Regions from separate parts of the Cricetulus griseus genome. Here region 2 is linked to region 1. A link is a contact called in public Hi-C data. All regions are on one chromosome and are shown on one strand. Each heading gives the region's core, a stretch centred on a gene start, on an enhancer-like site or on the middle of the called end of the contact. The rest is flanking DNA. Distances are from core to core; before and after follow the strand shown. Region 1 overlaps Tead1 (transcriptional enhancer factor TEF-1). Region 2 holds the start of Tead1 (transcriptional enhancer factor TEF-1).

What was found. A called contact is a pair of places that touch in the nucleus more often than the background predicts.
Region 2: a contact with region 1 is called in a Hi-C map of the CHL-YN cell line, with 3 times the contacts expected there. The contact joins the promoter of Tead1 here to the enhancer-like site in region 1. A contact is called at or near these places in 4 of 8 Hi-C or Micro-C datasets (the CHL-YN cell line, the CHO-K1 cell line and liver).

The regions. Positions count from the first base shown.
Region 1 is chr3:87,833,319-87,839,110 of CriGri-PICRH-1.0, reverse strand. It overlaps Tead1 (transcriptional enhancer factor TEF-1), which reads left to right. Exons shown (of 12, transcript XM_035442280.1): 6 at 1,160-1,206; 7 at 1,952-2,013; 8 at 3,479-3,603. Among named protein-coding and RNA genes, the nearest start is that of Rassf10, 89 kb to the right of the region's middle. Within about 2 kb of position 2,555, at least 1 of the 6 cell types and tissues checked has open chromatin away from gene starts, as enhancers often do.
Region 2 is chr3:88,016,900-88,023,047 of CriGri-PICRH-1.0, reverse strand. It overlaps Tead1 (transcriptional enhancer factor TEF-1), which reads left to right and starts at 1,347. Exons shown (of 12, transcript XM_035442280.1): 1 at 1,347-1,458.

The sequences.
Region 1 (5,792 bases), core at 1,306-3,805:
GGTGTAGCTACTCAGGAGGCAGATTTAGGAGTATCACAAGCTTGAAAGCCTGTTTGGGCAACATAGTAAGTTCATCCTGGTCAACTTGATAAGGCCCTATCTAAAATTAGAATTAAGTGTACTGAGTGACGATATAGTTTAGCAGTAGACCACTTGCTCATCATATGTGAAGCCCTTAGGACAATCCATAATACCGCAAAATAAAAGATAGATAGTAGGTGGATAGATAATAGAAGAATAGAATAAAAGATAGATGATGGGTAGATAGATATATAAGACAAGGAAGGCGAGAGAGGTGAGTCTAGAAAGAAGAGAGAAGGAAAGGAAGGATTGGTAGGAAGGAAGAAAGGAAAAGAGATGAAAAAGGTAAACACGAGGAAGAAGAAAGTAGGGAAAGTGGTGAAATTAAGAATCTTGTTTCTGGTGTCCCATTTAGTTGTGATCTGCCTCTTTCACTCTTTTTCCTGGTTCTTGGTCTCCATCCCCATATCCTCAGGGTCACTTTATAGCAACCACAGGGGCAAAATACTCTTTGTAAGATTTTCAGTTGACAGCTCCAAAAGTTACCTCAGGGTCATCTTTAGTAGTCTCAGTGTCATGGCCATTTTGTAAATGCTGAAGCAGAGGTCATTCAGTAGTGAGGCACCAGTAGAAGTGACTTTGTGGGTCAGATAAGTAATACTGTAACGATTCTTCTGTTTTTCTCCCTTTTGATGGGGAATAACAGGCACCAAAGATCTTAGGTGTGCTCACAGCAAAAATGAGTGCCCTAGTTGCTTCTCCCAGCTCTGGCTTCGTTATTCCAACCAAAGTCCATGTGTCACTTTGTTGGACCTTGAGAGATACATATTATGGGGTGTACAGAAAGTACTTGTAGTAGAGGAGGGCCAGCCCTTGCAGACTAAACTGAAGTATTTCCACATTGCCTCTTGGCCTTAGGAGAATTTTCAGGACATAGTGTATAAAGGAAGCCACCCTATTACCAGGTCAGGGATAGGCTATGGTCTTGAACAAAGTACCTATACACCTGAAAGATGATGCCACAGCTGGTGGGTGGGAATAATCTGATGTTTTTCAGCAGGGGCATAATTTGGACACGTCCCAAATTGTGCTTTGACAAGAACTTATAACCCTGAAGCCTTTGCCTCTTGCCTTCTAGTTCTGGCCTGGAATGATACAGACAGGACAGCCAGGATCCTCTCAAGAGTAAGTCTGTGAAGGGCCCAGACAGCAGGGGTTATTAGACAGCCCACCCTGGGGGAATTTCTCCTGTACCAGACTTTCTTAGGGGATAAGGGAGAGAAGACCCTCAAACTGAAGTCCCCGAATCTGCCTTTCCTTATGTCCCCATGTTTTAGGACATGGAAAAGGACCTGCCTTTGAGAGTTAGCACCAGTATAGATTCCTTTCTTCTACCTTCACTATTAGCAATGACACAATGAGAAACTTAAATTTGGTCCCTTATCCTCTGCGGCTTTGGTTGCAGTACCAGGGTCTCTCTCACCTGCCAGAGGTCAGCAAGGACACTGTCTCTTTCCATTGTGACTGTCCGTGCAATAGGGGTGCCTAGTAGAAAACCCCAGGGGCCCCTTTGAACTCAGGGAGCAAGCTCAGCCCATGAGTCAGTTTGGGGCAGTTTGGGGATGAAGCAGAAAGAAAATTTTCTTTGTATATATTGAGCTATGTGGTCTGAAGAAGGGAGATCCTAACTCATGGCATCCTAAACGTTCTTTGGGCTGTGACAGATGACCTTGGTCTGTATGGGCAGGACAGCACAGGAAAAATCTTCCTTTTTGTAGATGTATTTCAGCATGGAATGAGCAACCCAGTGCAGGCCGGGAGCCAGGCAGTGGAATGGGGTCAGGGGAGACTACAGGAAGCCAGAGACTGACCTGGGTAGTAGCCACCACTGCAGCCATGATTTTGACTCTTGCTAACCATTTGTCTTTAGCGTCAAGCCCTTTGTGCAGCAGGCCTACCCCATCCAGCCAGCAGTCACAGCCCCCATTCCAGGTGAGTCTCCCTGCTTCTTCTTTGATGGGGAGTGAGAGGCAGCCTGGCCTCTTTTATCACAAGAGTGCGGTGGTGTTGGTCTTGGCCACCAGCCGCCCCTCCTCTTTTCCTTCTAAGGGCATCCCATGTCATACTCTGGGTCCCTTTACTCAAGAGTTCCTTCTCCTGGTGGCTAGAGAGATGGCTCAGTGGTTAAGAGCCCCGATTGCCATTGCAGAGGACCTGGATTCATTTCCCAGCACCTACATGGTCTCTTATAAACATTTGCTAATCCAGTTACAGGGGATACTGTCCTTTCTGACCTGTAAACATCGGGCATGCACATGGTGCATATACATATATGCAGGTAAAACATTTAGATGATAAAAATTAGTAAATAAAAATAAATTTAAAAGTAGCCATTTCTTCCAAGAGCTTTTCCTGTGAGGTCAGGAAACTGGAAGCCTGACCACTTTCACTTAAGACACTGGGTCCCACTTAGAAGGGGAAGTTGTTGTGGTTACCGTCTTCACAGCCAAGTGCAGCAATCTGAGTTAGGCACAGATAACTTTAAACTTTCTTAGATAGTGAGTTTCAGTTCCCTCTTGGTTCCCTTCTGTAATGAAGGCTTACATGGAATTCAGCTCACAGCAGAAACTATGAACTTGGCTCTCCCATCTGGTTCCACTTGTCATGAACTCTCTCACCCAAATATACATAGTATCATCCAGCTGAAATTCCCCGAGGTTTTGTGTAATTCTTGATCCTGTCCCTTTTGTGTCCCAAGTAAAATTGCAGTCCCTTGTTGCCCTCTGTTTGCATGGAGCATTCTGAGGGAATGTTCACAGTCTTGAGATAGAAGGTGAATCAATAGAAGCAATGCACCATGGCAGGACCCAATACACCAAGCCAGGATGCTTCACAGGAAGCCTTCAATGCTTCATCCATTCTTAGCTTGTTCTCCAGCCTGCCCTCTTTACCCAGGATTACCTGCCTATATTAGTTGCTTTGACAAAATATCAATACAAGCAACTGAAGAGAGGCAAGTTTTGTTTGGGTTCACAATTTGAGGATATAGTCCATGGTGGCAGTGAAGTCATGGTGACCGGTATGTGAGGCAGCTGGTCACATTATATCCACAGTCAGGAAGCAGAGAGAAGAATACTGATGCTCAGCTCTGTTTTTTTATATGTTGCTCAGGACCCTTGCTGTGAGATGGCCTTAAGTGCATTCAGGGCGACACTTTCCTTTTCTTAAGTTAAACCGCGTAGATATTTTACCATAGTGATTCTAGATTTAGTCAAGCTGACAATGGACATTAACCATTAACCATCACAGTGTCCTCCTTAGCTGTCACACTGCCTGAGTGTACTAGTGGAGGGAGTTGTCCTTTCCTTCTAGGTCCTCTGTGTTCAGAATTATGCCCCATGGAGGTCTAGGAGGAGGTACATGTGGACTTGTGTAAAGGTGACAATTGTTATTTCAGGGTTTGAGCCTGCATCAGCCCCAGCTCCCTCGGTTCCTGCCTGGCAGGGCCGTTCCATTGGCACAACCAAGCTTCGCCTGGTGGAATTTTCAGCTTTCCTTGAACAGCAGAGAGACCCAGACTCGGTAAGTATGCCCAGAGGGGTGTGGCTAGTAGGAAGTGCTTCCATACCTGCTCATTTCTTCATCCTGTGGTCTGTCACTTCTGGACCTCTTTTCCCTTACACCTGTGTGAAATGTCCTGTGTGAAAACAGACATGGAACAGCCAGGTAGCCCTTCTTCACCCAGGAAGGATGCTGTTGGCAGATAGCTCTAGCTTCAAAGGTGGGTGTTTATTGCTGCTTGGACCACAAGCCTCAGGGAATACCCGCTTATGTCTCATAAAATTTAACAACAGGTAACATTTATTGGACATTCTTGTGTGGCTGGTTTGAAAGTATTTGGATACGATTAGATAAATGACAATGCATTAGTAACTTCTTTGGTTATATAGTTAATATCTCTGGATTAAAGATTCATTCTAAAACACTAAAGCCTAAACTATCAGCCATCATATTATCTAAGTCTGGGGGGTCCATCCTTCCCCCTCCCAAAACATTATCTTCAGAAGTAATGTTGGTATTCTGATAGCTGCTGTAGACTGTGATGCCTTGTCATATTGTAAATACCAGAAACACAGGCATCTGGACTCTGTTTGTCATTTTCTTCTCTTCCTTCCCCACCCACTCCAACTAGTACACATCATCCCATGCATATGCGAGCCTCCCTTCTTCTCTACCCCATAAGCCGGTACCCTTTGTTCACGCCCACTCCTTGGCTGTGAGTGTGAGGGTTGCATCTGTGTGTGGGTGAGCCCCAGGCAGCAATTGAAGCAATCATGAGTTAGTATTTGGGATCCTTACCAACTCCTTTCCACACTCTATCTCCTGGCACTGACCTCTTTGGGGACCAGGCTGGACATGTGGTTCCAGGGTTCACTGTGGGTCTTGCTCTCATCAAGAGAAAGAGTCATAGGCCAGGCATGTTGGCACACACATGAGGCAGACAGGCTAATCCACACTGATGGGGCATTGTGATGATAGTAGATCATTGGTTTCTTCCTGGAGGCCAGCCTTACCATCTCCTTCCTGCATTTTGTGTTTGTTCCCAGGTACTTTGCTACTGATTCTGTTCCCATAGTGCCCCTTTACATGGTTCTGTTTTCCTCACTTTGCAGAGGGGGAAACTGAGGCCAGGTGACTTAAGTTATACAGTTGGCAAACAGAAGGACCAGACTACATCCTCTCCTAAAGTGTCCTCTCATCATTGCTGTAAACCCCACCATTGATGAAGGACCCCTGAACTGCCTGTATGGTCCTGACTAGGTCTTTCCCCCTGTACTCTATTGTTGATGTTTGAAATCTACCTAATGAACACACATCAGATTTCTTTGACTATGGTCCCTTAGTGGGCGGGACATCTCCAAAGTCAGATGCCCAGTTCTCTTATGGACTTCTCTCTCTCTCTCTCTCTCTCTCTCTCTCTCTCTCTCTCTCTCTCTCTCTCTCTCTCTCTCCTCTCCTCTCCTCTCCTCCCCTCCCTCCCTCCCTCTCTCCCTCTTCCTCCCTCCCTTCCTCTCACCTCCCTCCCTCCCTCCCTCTGTGGTTTTTCAAGACAGGGTTTCTTTGTGTCATGGATTTCTTATTTTAAATAGTTTCATGGAATGTAGACGCCACCATCCCATAGTCTGAGGTCCTAAACTAAATAAAAAGGAAGAACACTAAGGGCCTAGTAAATATAGTATGTCAGAGACCTCTAAGTGCCAGTGTAGACTGTCTCTCCTCACAGTTGAAAGTTGCTTGCTCTTCATGAACTGCTCCCGCAGAGAACTCACCCACCTGCAACTACAGCTTCCAGATATCTGTTGCCCTTTCCTGGCCCCCAAGGGCACGTGCCTTCAAAGACACATACATGCAGAAATGTAATGAAAACTAAAATCTTTTTTAAAACAAGGTTACCTGATCTTTAGTTTAAAAATATCTAGTTTCAGCTGGGCAGTGGTGGTGCACACCTTTAATCCCAGCACTTGGGAGGCAGTGTCAGAGGCAGGTGGATCTCTGTGAGTTCAAGGCCAGCCTGGTTTACAGCGTGATTTCCAGGACAGCCAGGATTGTTACACAGAGAAACCCTGTCTTGAAAAAGTGAAAACAAAAACAAAACAAAATGTCTAGTTTCAAGGTTAGAGATGTAGTGAAATGAGAGAGCGCTTATTTAGTATGAACGTGCAAGACCCTGGATTCCGCCCACAGCATCTCAACGGGAAGAAAGTGGGTAT
Region 2 (6,148 bases), core at 98-2,597, 190 kb before region 1:
ACGAAAATTAATAGTCCGATTGTGATATAGTTTTTGGCTGACATGGCATGAGGAAGAGCTGGGCAAAGTGAACAAAGAATGTCTCTGTATTACTTTTTACAACGGCTTGGGGATCTTCAATTCTCTTGATATAAACTTTTAAAAATGCACCATTTTTGTCTTAAAAACGCATTAGTAAACGTTGTTTCTAAGCAAACGCGCCGCAGTGAGTCCCACTAGCTTTCCTGAGTTAGGCACACTCCGGGAATCCTCCAGCACAAAACAGGCGCCATTAGTTTGTTCTGAAGCCAGAGCTGAAAGAAGGAAGTCCCGGTCTGGGAAGGGCTCTCTCTTTTCTGGGAAACTACGGACTGCAACTAGCCCTAGCTGCCAGCATGTCTGTCCGGGCCACCGTTAACTTTACCCGAGTTTCTGAAGTACTGCAGCGTCGCCCACTCCAAAAACAGTTCAAACCGTTTATGATTGACCCTCACTTTCTCCATAAAGGGACCTCACGAAGCTGCCTTTTGCAGCCCGGCAAGATTTTTATTATTTCTTATTTTATTTAACAGGGTGCAGGACTTCTGTAGAGTGCAACTCGCAGCACGAGTGAACTTCACTTCCAGAAAGACAGGGCAGGAGGCAAGCGAGAACTCTGGGATGATCCAAGCGTAGTCCGCAAAGCCTAGGATTTGCGCAAGCACCATGAACTTGGGTAAAGCGAAAGGGCTAAAGGATCAGTGGCGGGCTGGAGAAGCCGTTCGCCCGGGCCTCAGTTTCCAGAAAAGCAACCTCCGGTCCAGCCCGGGAGCGCCCGTGCTCGTGCGCACCAGGAGGGAGTAAACTGAGGCACAGCAAGCGGAGTCGCGCACACCGCCCTTCTTAGCGCCGGGCCACCCCGCCTCACACCGTACAAAGCTCGAGAGCGCGCCATCGCGCGCGGCCCGCTCCCCCGTGGGCGCCAAGCCCCGCCCCGCACTCCCCGCCCCGCACCCATGACGTCACCGCGGCGGCAGGCCCCGCCCCACCCAGCCCCGGCGGCATGACGTCACCGAGGCCCCACCCCTCCGGAGCGAGTTCGGTCCTGGCGTTCATTTCATTCCTGTCCTCATTCCGCACATTCTTCGCATCGCTCGCGCCGCGCCGCGCCGCCCGAGCCGAGCCCTCCGCGGCCCCGCCGCCCGCCGCGGGCGCCCCCCCAGTACTTCGCACACTCGCTTCCAGCCCGCGGGGAGTCCGCGCGCCGGGGCCCGGGCCCGGGGCGGCCGCGGCGGGGCGCAGGCCATGCGCTGACCCCCCAGCGCGCAGCGTCGCCCGAGCGCGGGCAGCTGCCCCGGCGCGCCCTGCCCGTCCCGGGAGCCGGCGAGGCCGGCCTGGGGCGGCCCGGCGCGGGAGCAACCGCGGGGAGTACCGGCTGGAGCATCGCAGGGGCGACGGCCCAGCGCCCCGAAGTTTGCCGCGCCCGCTCGGGCGGTCGAGGTAAGTTGCGCGCGGGGCGGACGCGGGGGCGCGGGCTGCCTAGGCGTCACCGCGATCCGCGCTTTGTGTGCGGCTCCCGGGGCTCTCAGAGGGGAGCGGCCGCGCCGCCCTGCAAGTTGGGCCGCAGCCCCGCGCGGCAACAGGCGGCCCCGCTCCGCTCTTCTGCGCGCCCCTCTCTCCCGCGCTCCTAGCTCCTTGTCCAGGAAGCGCCGAGTTCTGCGCGATCGCGGGTCGGGAGAGCGTCCGGCGCGCAGCCTGGAGCCTGCAGCTCGGCGACTCCCCCGGCGCCCGGCCCCTTCGGGGTCCGCGCCGACCCGGGCTCCTCCTCCCCGGAGATGAAAGAGGGCTCTCTCGCTCTTGCCGCCTCTCCAGCGCTGCTGCCGCCGCCGCCGCCGCCGCCGCTCCAGTGCACATTCAAGTGGAAAATTTTTAGGAGTCAGCAGAAACATTGTGTCCAAAAAACACTGAGTCGCAGTTACCACCAAACCCGGGAGCCGACTCTCCCTGGAAAACTTCCCCTCGGTAGGAAATACTGGGGGATTTGTTTGTTTATTGGAGGAGAACGATCCCCAGGAGGGCAGAAAAATCTGGGGACACTTTTAGCCTTTGTTCGAGGCAGCACCACTTGTTTTCAAAGTCCAGAGGCCGGTTTGAAAGAAAGTTCAACTTCTAGGAGTTTCTTTTTTAATGTATTTTTCTTAAATTAAAGCTACATTCTAAGAAGTCGGAAACAATGAGAGGCTCACACTTAACCTTCTTGCCACGAAAATAAAACGCAAACCACAGTTTTCCTCCTTTTTTAATCGTCTTTTTTTTAAAAAGATTTATTTAAAGTTGAATGGTGTCACCTGTATAAAAATATTTATGAAACAATGAAATGCCAGCCACCAGCGTTTCTCAGGAGACTTGTTAAGTTCTTAGAAGCTGTCTGTGATTTACAGAAATGCAAATTGATCTCAGTCAGCGCTGGAAACTTACAGATATTCCAGGAATCGAGAGTGTAGAAAGGCCGGGTTTTAAAATAGCGCATTTGAAAGGATCCGAGGTCCTTGGGGCAAAAAGGTCTGTAAATATGATCAGATTTCAAAATAGTGAAAGGAAAGTATTTCAATTCCTACAGATACTGCAAAGTAACAGAATTCAATCTCCTTCCCGCCTTGTGGCCTGGATTCGTTCTGGAAGTTTAGGTGGTCTGGTGGCTTAGAGAGTGCTAAGTATCTGCAGGTGGCTCCCCGGGTGGACAGATCCTTCCCGTTAGGGAGACGCGATCTACCGGGAGCCAAGGGGTGGCTTGTCTGTGCAAGCCTGAGCTCTTGGGTGGGGGCTAATCTGCCTCGAGACTGGGGTTGGAAGAGTCCTCAGGCTGCACAGAGTGTGCCAGGGGCTTCCGCCTTTCAGCCTAGTCTGCGATTTTCTGTGAATAGCAGGATCTTTGGGCCCAGGCACATCTGAATGCTTGTAAGGGTCAGACTTAGACCCAACTTTGGTAAGAATCTTTCCTCTTAAGAAGGAAACAGTAGAGCCAGTTACAGCGCGGCTCCGGAAAGACAAATGCGTTTATTTGAACCTTTGTCAACAGCAGGGTTTTAAATTGTTGATGATTTTAAAAGTGGGAAAGGCGTATTTTTCTAATCTCCCTATTTCCATAAATGGTCACAAGATATTTTTGTGTAGTATTTCTTTGAATGTGTGACTGTGTGGGACTCTCAGGTTTCAGGTTTTCAACAGTTTACAATTCTTTTGTTGGTATAAAAAAATGAACTGATAAGCTGTCTCCCTTACTGGATCTTGCTGATGTCCTCAGTAAACCATTTTGTTTTCAGTTTAATGGCAAGTATTGTTTAAACTGAAGACTTAGGGAAATATTAGAATACTTTTTTTAAAACAACTTTGAAACAAAGCCAGAGAGACACTTTGCCTTTACAAATAGTTAAAAAAAAAAAAAAAAAGGTGGGGGGAATCTTTGTGTGAGTTCCTCCTTCCTACGGTTCTTTGTAAACTCTAGAGAGCACTCTGGGATTATTGGAGATTTTGTACAAGCAAAGGCCAGGACTTATGTATATAGTTAGTGACCTTTAGTCTGAAGCAGGCAGACATCCTAGCAGTCTGTCCCAGGCTGCAGTAACTGGTACAGGGTGTGCTTCCTATACAGCACTGTGAAATGGTGAGGGGGAGTCAGCTTCTTGCCCCTCCTGCTTTTTCTCCCCCCATTTGCTGTATACAACTGGAATTATATGTTCACATACTCACTTTGGGTGCTGGCATCTTCTGATTAGGGAAGAAGGCAGAAAACGAAAAAAAATTTAGTTCAGTAATGCATAACCAGTTTTGATTTTAGTTGGTTCTGATATGCACAGCAGCAAATGTAAGAAGGCATATCTTCATGGGACTATCTGGGGAGAAATATCCATGTAATCACATCACTGGTGTCTAGACTGCATGTTGTCTGTGGACAAGTATATAACAGGAGCATTTGAGAGAATGGAGACCCCAAGCGTGAGACAGGCCATTAGTAGCATTAGGGAGTTGCCTGCTTTGGAAATGGATAGATCCCCTCCGCCCCCAATCTATGGCCGTTGTACAAGAAGAGCCTGAACATCTGTAGGATTGTTTTCCTCTTTAATCTCATGTGCTATGGGTTAATTGTATGGCATAATTATATCGCTTGCAAATGGAAATTGTGATGGTGTCTTACCACTCCAGAGGTCTGTACAGATAACTGTATGATCTGGTGGGCTTAAAAATAATGACCATAGCCACACAGAGAAATTAGGGCCCTCGCTTTGAAGCTTCTATTTTTGGTGTTTGATTCTGTTCTCCAGTCAAGGGAGTATGAACACAGAAAAAAAGTGTATGTGTGTTTTTCTGAGTAAGAGCTGTGTCGAATCTGTTGAGTGATAACACTTTGAGTAGGGTCTGGTGGGTTGGTTTTTTTTTTTTTTTTTTTTTTTTGAGGTTTAAGAAATACTGGCTAAAGTAAGTACTCACCCAGCTTTCTCCCCCAAACTGCAAAAAAAAACCCAGTTTTTGTTAATCAAGGCAGGCCCAGCTTCTTCAGAGTTCAGTGACTGGAATTACAGACTGCTGCTTATGTCCTACTTCTGAACTCAGCAAGAAAAATACATTGTTGCTCACCCTCATTGATCAACATAGGCTGTGCTTGGCTGCCACTATGTTTTGTAGCTTCAGGTTGCCTTTTCTTAGTTGTAGAGGCTTTAGCTAATCTTATTTTTAAGTTGGAACTCGGGTCATGTGGTATTGATACACTTTTTTTTTCATATTAATCAAGGTGTAAGATGAAGCAATCAGGTCTGTCCTTAGCTCTGTTTCAGGGTTGGGCTTTTGATAGACACTAATTTAGACCCTGTTGTGTGGCAGCTACCGTGCATATCTGAACAGGGTGCTCCACCCTTCTGGCTTTCAGGGCGTAGTGTGTAATGCTGGAATATTTGGGTCTCCGTTTTTGGAGGATTTTTGTTTAGTTTCAAAGTTGTGAACCTAGTTGCCAGTCCTTCAAGGTTCTCTTTTATGGGCTTCCTCATTGCTGTTCCATGTTTGAACTTGAGTCTGAAATGTGAAATGTTCGTTGTTTGCAGTGGGTCAGAGTAGATGCATTTTAAAGTGTGTATTTTTTTTTTTTTTATTTGGTCCAAGTGAATGGTAAGTCTTGGTTTTTCAGGACAGGGATTGGGTCACTGTTTCCTACAGGATGAGTTACTCTCAGGTCCCAAGTTCCCCGTTTTGTCCACTTATACAGCTGGGTGTCTCAGGGTGGTTTGCTCAGTCTGGGGTTGGGGATAAAGGACACACATACTGGTCTCTCTTCTGATTGGATCCTGGGAGTGGTTCTCCAGAGAAGCTGTCTTTTCAGTTTTGTGGCAACCCAAGGGGGAGGGCTGTGCACCCACCCACCCCCATTTCAAGCTGATATTAGTTATCCTGGTGCTTTCTACTCCCTTTCCACACTCACTCGAGTTTTCAGGGCTCTGTCCTGTGATTTCATTCCCTTTTTTTTCTTCCCTCCTGAAGCAGCTCCCATGTAGCCGACTTTCGGCTTACTGTGTAGCCAAGAATGATTCTGAACGCATGATGCTCCTGCTTCTGCCACTCAAATGCTGGATTACAGGCTGGTTTATAACCTTGCTTGGGATCAAACCCTGGGCCGAATGCATGATAGGCAGCCCCTGTAACAGCTGAGCAACACTGTCAATCCTGCATTAACTTTTCTACTTGGGAAAGACAGGGTGTTGGAAAATGAGCTTAGACTTAAATGTGGACTAATTTACTGGCGAAGAGGCTAAGCATCCGCCTCTGCAGGTGGACAGTCTGAGGACTTCTAGGACCTGTCAGGCTTAGATGTACAAGCAAAAGATGACTGTAGCAGTGAGGTCTGGGAATACACAACAGTACTGATAAATAAACTAAAGAACTGCTGCTAATGGCGGGAAGTGTTAGTTATGTGAGAACACACTGAACTTATATTCTCAGCATCAACTCTTTAAAAAAAATACTTCAACCCTACTGCCTTTAAAATAAATATATATATATATATATATATATATATATATACATACACACACATACACGCACAGCTTTCTAATTATCATAATTCAGTTCAGCTTTGCTCTTGGATGGAGTTCAAGTGTAATCTCAATTTAACTTGAAAGGAATTTTTTTTTTTAAATCTAAG